2 separate regions of the Gossypium hirsutum genome follow, and region 1 is linked to region 2. A link is a contact called in public Hi-C data. All regions are on one chromosome and are shown on one strand. The core of a region is the stretch at or near the end of the contact, and the rest is flanking DNA. Distances in the headings are between cores, read along the strand shown. Region 1 overlaps LOC107959940 (protein TIFY 6B). Region 2 holds the start of LOC107955712 (importin-4).

Region 1 (4,016 bases), core at 1,482-3,981, 710 kb after region 2:
ATTTATTGATTGAGAATGTCTCCTACTGTGTGTGAATACTAAACTGGTACTGCTTTCTCTCTTCCCATGTTGGTCTTCACCATCTAGAAATCCTTCAATCACAACAGGCAACGAGTAGGCAATCATTTCCCATTCACAGCTGCTTCTGTTCAGCATGATGCACATCATGTTCAACGGCCTTATGACATGAAAATGTTTCCGGTCTCGAACCAATCAGTTCCCGTTTCAACCACCAACCCATTTATGAATAATCATTTCACTACTACTGCTATGAAATCACAATTGCTTGGAGGAATTCCAGTTACGAGTCCGCCGCATTCGGTTCTTCCCACCCTCAGTTCCTTTGGTGGAAGCATCGAACCACGGTAAGTTTAATGATTTTAAGCTCGAGTAGAGTTGCTTTTATCGAAAAGGTTGACAACAGGTTACTGAACTTCGGTCGTAATTTTGCCATCCTTATTAGGAAAAGTGTCAGGGGCCTTGGGGACTCCAGATCACCTGTTCAATTGACTATCTTTTATGCTGGTACCGTGAATGTTTACGATGATATCACCCCCGAGAAGGTGACTCTCTTTCACGTTCTGGTATCTACTGGTTAATGGAAAGCTTAGAAAGTTACATTTTCTTTTGCATCTTATTCAGGCTCAGGCTATCATGTTACTTGCTGGGAATGGATCTTCCTTGACTTCTAATGTGGCACATCCAAAAGTCCAAGTCCAGGCACCAATTTCAAAACCACTTCAATTCGAAAATCTTCCCACGAATCATTTCACGAATGAACAACTTTGTTCTGGTATCCCAAGCCCTTTATCGGTTTCATCTCACACTGGTGTTCAATCCAGGAGTGGATCCACTAGTACTGATGAAAAGACCGTATGCAAGACCACAGGAAGTCTGACAACCCCTATTAGCCTAGTGGAGTCTCCTAAATTGGCAAATACCATGGGACCTGTTACCCCAACCAGCATTATGCCTACTGGTATGCATTTTGGTTAAGCTAAATTCACTCTTCAGAACTTACTCACCACTGAAAGTTATCGGTAAATAACGCGGAATCATTTGCTTGCAGTGCCACAGGCTCGCAAAGCATCCTTGGCTCGGTTTTTGGAGAAGCGCAAGGAGAGGTTAGTTTTTATACAAGGAACAGTTATTGGCAGCTTAATGGCATTTTAGTAGAAACCTTAAAGTCTCAAGATTATGAGATGTAAATATATTAATCCTCTGGTGTTTATTGCAAGTTTGATAGCTGAGGCATGAATTCTACTCTTTTTTAAAGTACTCATGTTCTATATGTGTAGAGTACTCGTGTCCAACATATATGAACATGATTCTTTAAATACATGGAAAACTTAGAAAAAGTTTGAACATATTCATATTAGACACTTGTACCACAGTTGGATGATAGGTTTAAAGCTCAAGTTCCGATCTCATGCTCGAATTAAAGCCTAATTATCTGGCTGGTGCTCTGTTTGTAGGATTATGACTGCATCACCATATGATCTAAGCAAGAAACCTCCACATTGTACAACCCAGGGATCAAATGCATGAACTTGGCTGTGCAAACCCTGCAACAAGGTTTGGTCTTTCAGGGTTTAGCCATGGTTACTTATTTGGTGTCATTAAAAGGAAAGTAATTTAAGTTTTATATATGTAATTCCCTTCAACTGAATGAATTTTATATTTGTGTACTTTATTTCTTAGGGTCTATAATTGTACCCTATTTTTCTTTTTTTTTTTTTGTTTGGTATTAGTGTGGGATTATTTTCTACTTTGTAACCCATTCAATCTTTTGTTACATTATAAAAAAAATAATACAACAGTAAGATTTTGTATTTTTTTTTTCTGAATCGATCTCAAACATAAAAGCTTGGTTTTGCTCCCTCAATCTAAGATTTTGTATTTTTTTTTTTCTGAATCGATCTCAAACATAAAAGCTTGGTTTTGCTCCCTCAATCTACGGATGCCTAAAATCACCATTTATACAAGGCTAACAACATAATATCCCATTTCACCGGAGCTATTTCCCTACTGTTCCCAAATAAATCTTCTCACAATTCTTTCAATTTCAACACACAATCACAGAAAGCAACGTGGTCTGCATAAAGCAATATGATGCACTTAGGATGTGATAGAGATGAGCAGATAGAGGAGAGACAATGGCAGAATCTGATACTGAGTTCCCAAGGTTCCAATTTTGTGTTCACAAAGATGAACCGGTATCTACAAGCCCACTTAGCAGGCTTCAAAGGCGAGCCCCTTGTCCTATGCGGATTAAGCCTAATGTTGATTGCAAGGCTTCAGCATCACAAGCAATGGACTTCAATTTAAATACATCATCATCATCATAATCGGTTTCATTTAGTTCATTCTATCAAAGTAAAGATCCTATTCCGCTACTATTGCCTCTTGTTTTGCCTTCGTTGCTTCAATCATCATAGGCATCACTTAGAAAAAATGGTGTTTTTAGATTGATGCAAAGCAACTTTCTAGTCAGAGACATGAATACAGAGCAACTGGGGTGGAAATTTATGGATTCCCTTTGCATGTGTGGAATTACAAGAAGATAGCATAGCAGAGCTATTGGGGGGGGGGGTTGGAGGTGATACCTTAAAGTTGCATGAATGCTACATTGTTGATTATGACGACCCAACTAAAAAAGATTGAGGATGTGGATTAGATAGATTTCCAATCAGAGTTACTGAATTGGCTTTGGTTTGTAGTATGACTATATAATATGGGTGTAATTGTCAAAGTGGTCAGAGACATCTGAAGTGGACAACTTTGGCACGTGGGATGGAATGTTGGGGACATTCAACGTGAAAATCAGAGGATTTCGAATCATAGAGTGATATATTCAATGGAATTGTGTCACCAATGCTTGAGGGAAACAAAGAAAATATTAAGAAATTTAAAGAGGAATGGAGAAGTTATGAAGCTGGCAGGAATTTGTGGGTAAAGTTGAGAAAGGGTGGAATAAGAACCATTTTGGGTGCATTGATTCTTGTTGAGAAGACAGGAAAACTGATTGACCAATCAGATTAGGTACGGGACAGTACTCATATTCTATATTTATTAACTCACCTTTACTTATTTTCTCATTTTAACTTTTTTTTTAGTTATCTTGGGTTTTTTTTTAATATTTAATCAAGTTGCTTATTTTTTTTTTCAGAAAACTGACTCAACTAACAACACTAATATGAAAGGTCGCAGTTCACATATTCATAAAAAATTTTAAAATTTTAATGCTTTTTTAAAAAAAAAATCAACATATGTAAAAAAAGCTCATAAAAACTTTTAAAAATTTTACCATATTAGCAGTGAAGTATACCTAAAATGTCACGTGAACTGTCACGTCAATGTCATTAAAATTTTAACAGTTCAGTCAAATTTTTCATAAAAAAGAAAATAATTTGATTAATTTTATAGATTGAGGGCCAATATGACAAAATAAGTAAACAATGGAGGCTAAATTTATTTTTAAAATTTTTAAATACAACTTAATGACACATGATAAAATTTTAACTTTGCTTGTAGAGTTTAAAGTTTTCCGTTTGTGTACAAATAATTACTCAAAAAAATTCAATAATTTAAAATTATTTTTTTCCAAAAATGATCAAATATATTAGAAAAAAGGTTTTTTTTTTTAAAAATGATGATTTTACATCAGTAATATTTTTATATAATTTTAGAAAAAAATAATGCTATAAAATTTTAATTTTTGCAAATTTTGTAAATGTATATACACAAAAATAATATTTTTTTAACTTTTTGAGTTTATAACAAACTTTCTTGACTTTTAACTTTTTTCTAACTTTAATTATTATATACTAGAAATCATATCTTACGCGCGTATACGTGTGGAAACCATAAATATAGAACACAAATGTGTGTTTAAAAATAAAATAAAATAAATAAAGTAACATATAAGAATATATGCAATTGATGGAGTTTATAACGTGTCAATAATAAAATTAAAATGTATAAGAATATTAAAACGAAATTTTGATTGAGTAGTA
Region 2 (3,666 bases), core at 995-3,494:
ACATGCACAAATTCAATATTTTGGGATCATATACTTTCAGATTCCCCCAATCAAAAAGGAAGTTCACCTTCCCGATTCCCTTCTCATTACAAAATATCCCAAACAAAGTGCAATAGACATCCATACTTCCATCTATCTTTTGCCTTCACCTCTCTCGTGACTTATATCAAATCTGGTGCTTTATAATCTTTTCAAGAATGGTAGTCCTTCACCAAAAGGTGTGTAAAAGGAATAGAATAAACCTGAGTTCATCAACTGAATCTCTTGTCTTAAATATATAAGCTTCATACAATGCCATTTAGAAACTTAATTCCTATAGAAGATTCTAATTAGCAAATATCCTTTCCCGCATAAACACAAATTAGTCCTTTTGAAACCCTTATTCCATCTTGGAAACGCAAAAGCAAAGTAACACATTCGCAAAAAAAAATTCACCTAGCAGTGGAAACAAACATCTTTGCGACACACACTTAAAACAGTCTGCATAATCAAAAGATAACCAGGTGCTTAGCTATAAAATAGTATGAAATGGAAAGATATGATATCATTACTGAAAAAAGGGAGAATTTACAGTTGAGAAAAAGTACAGAACTCACCACTTCAGCCCCATCATTTGTGAATTCAAGAAATGATCCCACTGCCCTGGAAAAAAAAATGTCTAAATCATGTAAACAAACCCCCAAAAGTTATTTCCTAACAACCAACAAGATCAGCAATAAAGTATCACGAGGGAAAAAAGGTTACTTTAGGGCAGCAACTCTGACACGATTGCTTGTCTCATCCTGCAAGCACTTGAGCAGAAGTGCTTGCAGGTCTGCAAAATGAGGTCTAAAGGTGCTCCCAATTGTTTCAGTCAAAGAGCTGAAAAGTATCAAAGCCACCTTATATCACCAGAAGCAGACAGATACATTTGTTAGTCCATAAAATGGAAATGGCATGAACTGGACACGAGAAATGAGAGCTGCTATCTAAAGAAAGCTGATACCTTGCAAGGTCCAGTTTCAGGCCAAAATGACACAAATAGGAAGACATGATTGACTACAACAGCATGCAAGCACAGATGTCCATTAAGGGAAGTTAATATGTCATGATAAACTAGATGAAGATCCTACAAATGGCTTCATGTCACAAGAAGTTTTCTTGGCCTATCAGAGCACCAAAAAATCTGTCATTCAATTTAAACTTAAACTTAAGATAACATGCATTATACCAGTCAAAGAACCCTTCATGCTAACTACTTTGTTACACTTTTATGAAATGCAGCAAATTGATATTTCTATTATTGTGCATAAAATATGCATTTTAACTCTTTTTCTACTGATAAGTATGATGAGCAAATAACATCATTTACTATAAGCTTGTACTAACTACTATTTCTTGGCTAGATTGCATTTGGTAAAGAAGCGCTTCAGATATCAATTTTGGCATAAATTGCATAATTGAACACATAAATATAAGACTTTCTTGATTACTTCCAAAATTCATGGATTTCTTGATCCTACTTAATAGTGAATTTTTTAGCAATGCAACAGAGTCAACTTTCCCGAAAACATAAATCAAAATATTACTTCTCTATGATCTTCCTGTGGACTTTGACTACACTGAAACAGAAACGGCAGCAGATCAGGCCATTCTCCAGCCGGAACAGCGTATTTCGCAACTATACTCACTACGTTCGCGCTGGCTCGCCTCACTGGTGGACTGTCAAAAATCAAGCCACCGAAAATCGAATTCAATTCCAATTGGAGATCAAAAGCAATAAAGAACTAATAAAAAAGTAAATTCCAATAATAAACCTATGTTCCATTGTGATGCTTTCAATGAGGGACTGCTTGACAAGTTGCTTAACCTGAGGAGCGAGCTTAGCCCAGTGTCCAGTGATCTTCTTCCTTAGGAGAACTGCGGCGAGTTGACGGACGTTGGGAGTCTTGGCAGTGCGAAGGTGCTGAACGAGAGCCGGAACGACTTGCGGATCCTTCGCCAGCCGCTTAATTTGATCCTCCGCTTGCCTCCTTGCATCGTTGTCTGGCATTAAGAATTGAATCAACAACAGTTCTAGGGATTGTGCCATCGTTGTCTCGCTTGAGTTTGAGTTGGAGGAATTGGAGATGGTAGAGAGGGAAATGGTAGTAAACCCTACTGCGGAGGCTCCTGCTGAATATGGTGAAGTGTTTTTGCTTCCCTTCTAAGTTTATATCCTTTGATGGGCTGAGCTGTTTTTGGGTCTTTAAAACGAGGGAATGTCATTCAGATTTTCTATTACGTATTTAAATACATTGAATATAATGTATTTAAATTTTTTGGGTAAATTGTTAAAATAGTCATTTTTGTTTGACTCAGGTTATAATTTAGTCATTTATATTTGAAATGTTACGTTTTAATCACTTATATTATCGTATTGTAACATTTTAGTCATTGAATTATTAATTTTTGTTAAATCATTATCTCAAATGAAAATATTAGGTTAAAATATATAATTGATCCTTATATTTTTCGTTTTAAGTAATTTAATTTTTCTTCTTTTATATTATTTTTTCTTTATTTTTTATTCACTTCTACTTCTAGAGAAAGTGGACACCAATAAGCTGATAGGTCAATGCCGGCACCAGCACAAAGGAGGAAGCCGTCATAGAGGGAGAGAGAAAACAACATGAGAAGGGAGAGGAGTAGAAGAGCTATCGCTGCTAAGATATATACTGGGCTGAGAGCTCAATGAAATTATAATCTACCCAAGCACTGTGATAACAATGAGGTCCTCAAAGCTCTTTGTGTTGAGGCTGGTTGGGTTGTTGAAAATGATGGCACCACTTATCGAAAGGTACCTAATTTACCCTTCTCTTCTTCTTTTCACTACTCACAAAAGGGTAGATTTGTTCAAACAAAATGCAACTCTTTTCCTTCTCTACTCATTTTGTTTTAGTTGTAATTTAGTTGGATCTGGTTCCCATACCAATTTTAATTAGTTTGGTTATGCTTTCTGGGTTTTTTTTACTTGATTTGCTTTATTTCTGTTTGGTTTGGCTTCTGTTTGATCGCTTGGAATATTGGAAAAATCAACAGAAAGTCATACATGAAAACAATAGTTCCCACTTAAAGACAATAACTGTTGGAACTGAAACTTTATTAATTGGACTGTGAACAAATTTTCTTGATCAGCTTTTGTTTTTCCTGTATAATCCTCTTGAGCATTAATGTGTTGATTAGTTTTGGTTTTTCATTGGATTTGTTGTTTAGGGATGTAAGCCACCTCCGATTGATATAGCAATCAATTTAGCTAAAATTACCCCATATTCTTCCCAAAATCCTAGTCCTTTATCTTCTGCATTTCCAAGTACAATTCCTTCATGTCAAGTCAGTCCTTCCTCCATTTCCTTCCCCATTCCCACTAGGGCTGCTGCAAATAATTCGTCTAGTCTCATTCCGTTCTTTCGAAGCACCATTCCTTCGTCTCTTCCTCCTCTCGGAATCTCTAATAGTGCCCTTGTGACACCACCACTTTCTTCTCCAACCTTCAAAAATTTTAGGTAACAAGTAGAAAAGAATGGAAAATAAAGAAAAAAAAAGGAAAACTAAAAGAACATAAAAGAAAAAATTAAATTGCTCAAAACAAAAAAAGGACCAATCGCATAATTTAACCTAAAATTTTCGTTTGAAATGATTATTTAA

What was found. A called contact is a pair of places that touch in the nucleus more often than the background predicts.
Region 1: a Hi-C map of leaf shows a contact between it and region 2, with 6 times the contacts expected there. The contact joins the enhancer-like site here to the promoter of LOC107955712 in region 2. A contact is called at or near these places in 4 of 34 Hi-C or Micro-C datasets (callus and leaf).

What each region holds. Positions count from the first base shown.
Region 1 is chrA05:48,498,515-48,502,530 of Gossypium_hirsutum_v2.1, forward strand. LOC107959940 (protein TIFY 6B) reads left to right here. Exons shown (of 7, transcript XM_016896111.2): 3 at 88-365; 4 at 464-563; 5 at 643-979; 6 at 1,070-1,124; 7 at 1,476-1,832. The coding sequence ends at 1,548. Among protein-coding and RNA genes, the nearest start is that of LOC107959940, 2.8 kb to the left of the region's middle. Within about 2 kb of position 2,732, at least 2 of the 9 cell types and tissues checked have an H3K27ac peak or open chromatin away from gene starts, as enhancers often do. A contact at or near this core is called in leaf, where this site is marked.
Region 2 is chrA05:47,793,324-47,796,989 of Gossypium_hirsutum_v2.1, forward strand. LOC107955712 (importin-4) reads right to left here and starts at 2,245. Exons shown (of 21, transcript XM_016891511.2): 1 at 1,797-2,245; 2 at 1,569-1,701; 3 at 745-881; 4 at 597-642. The coding sequence starts at 2,071. LOC121229171 (a long non-coding RNA gene) reads left to right here and starts at 2,526. Exons shown (of 2, transcript XR_005926817.1): 1 at 2,526-2,818.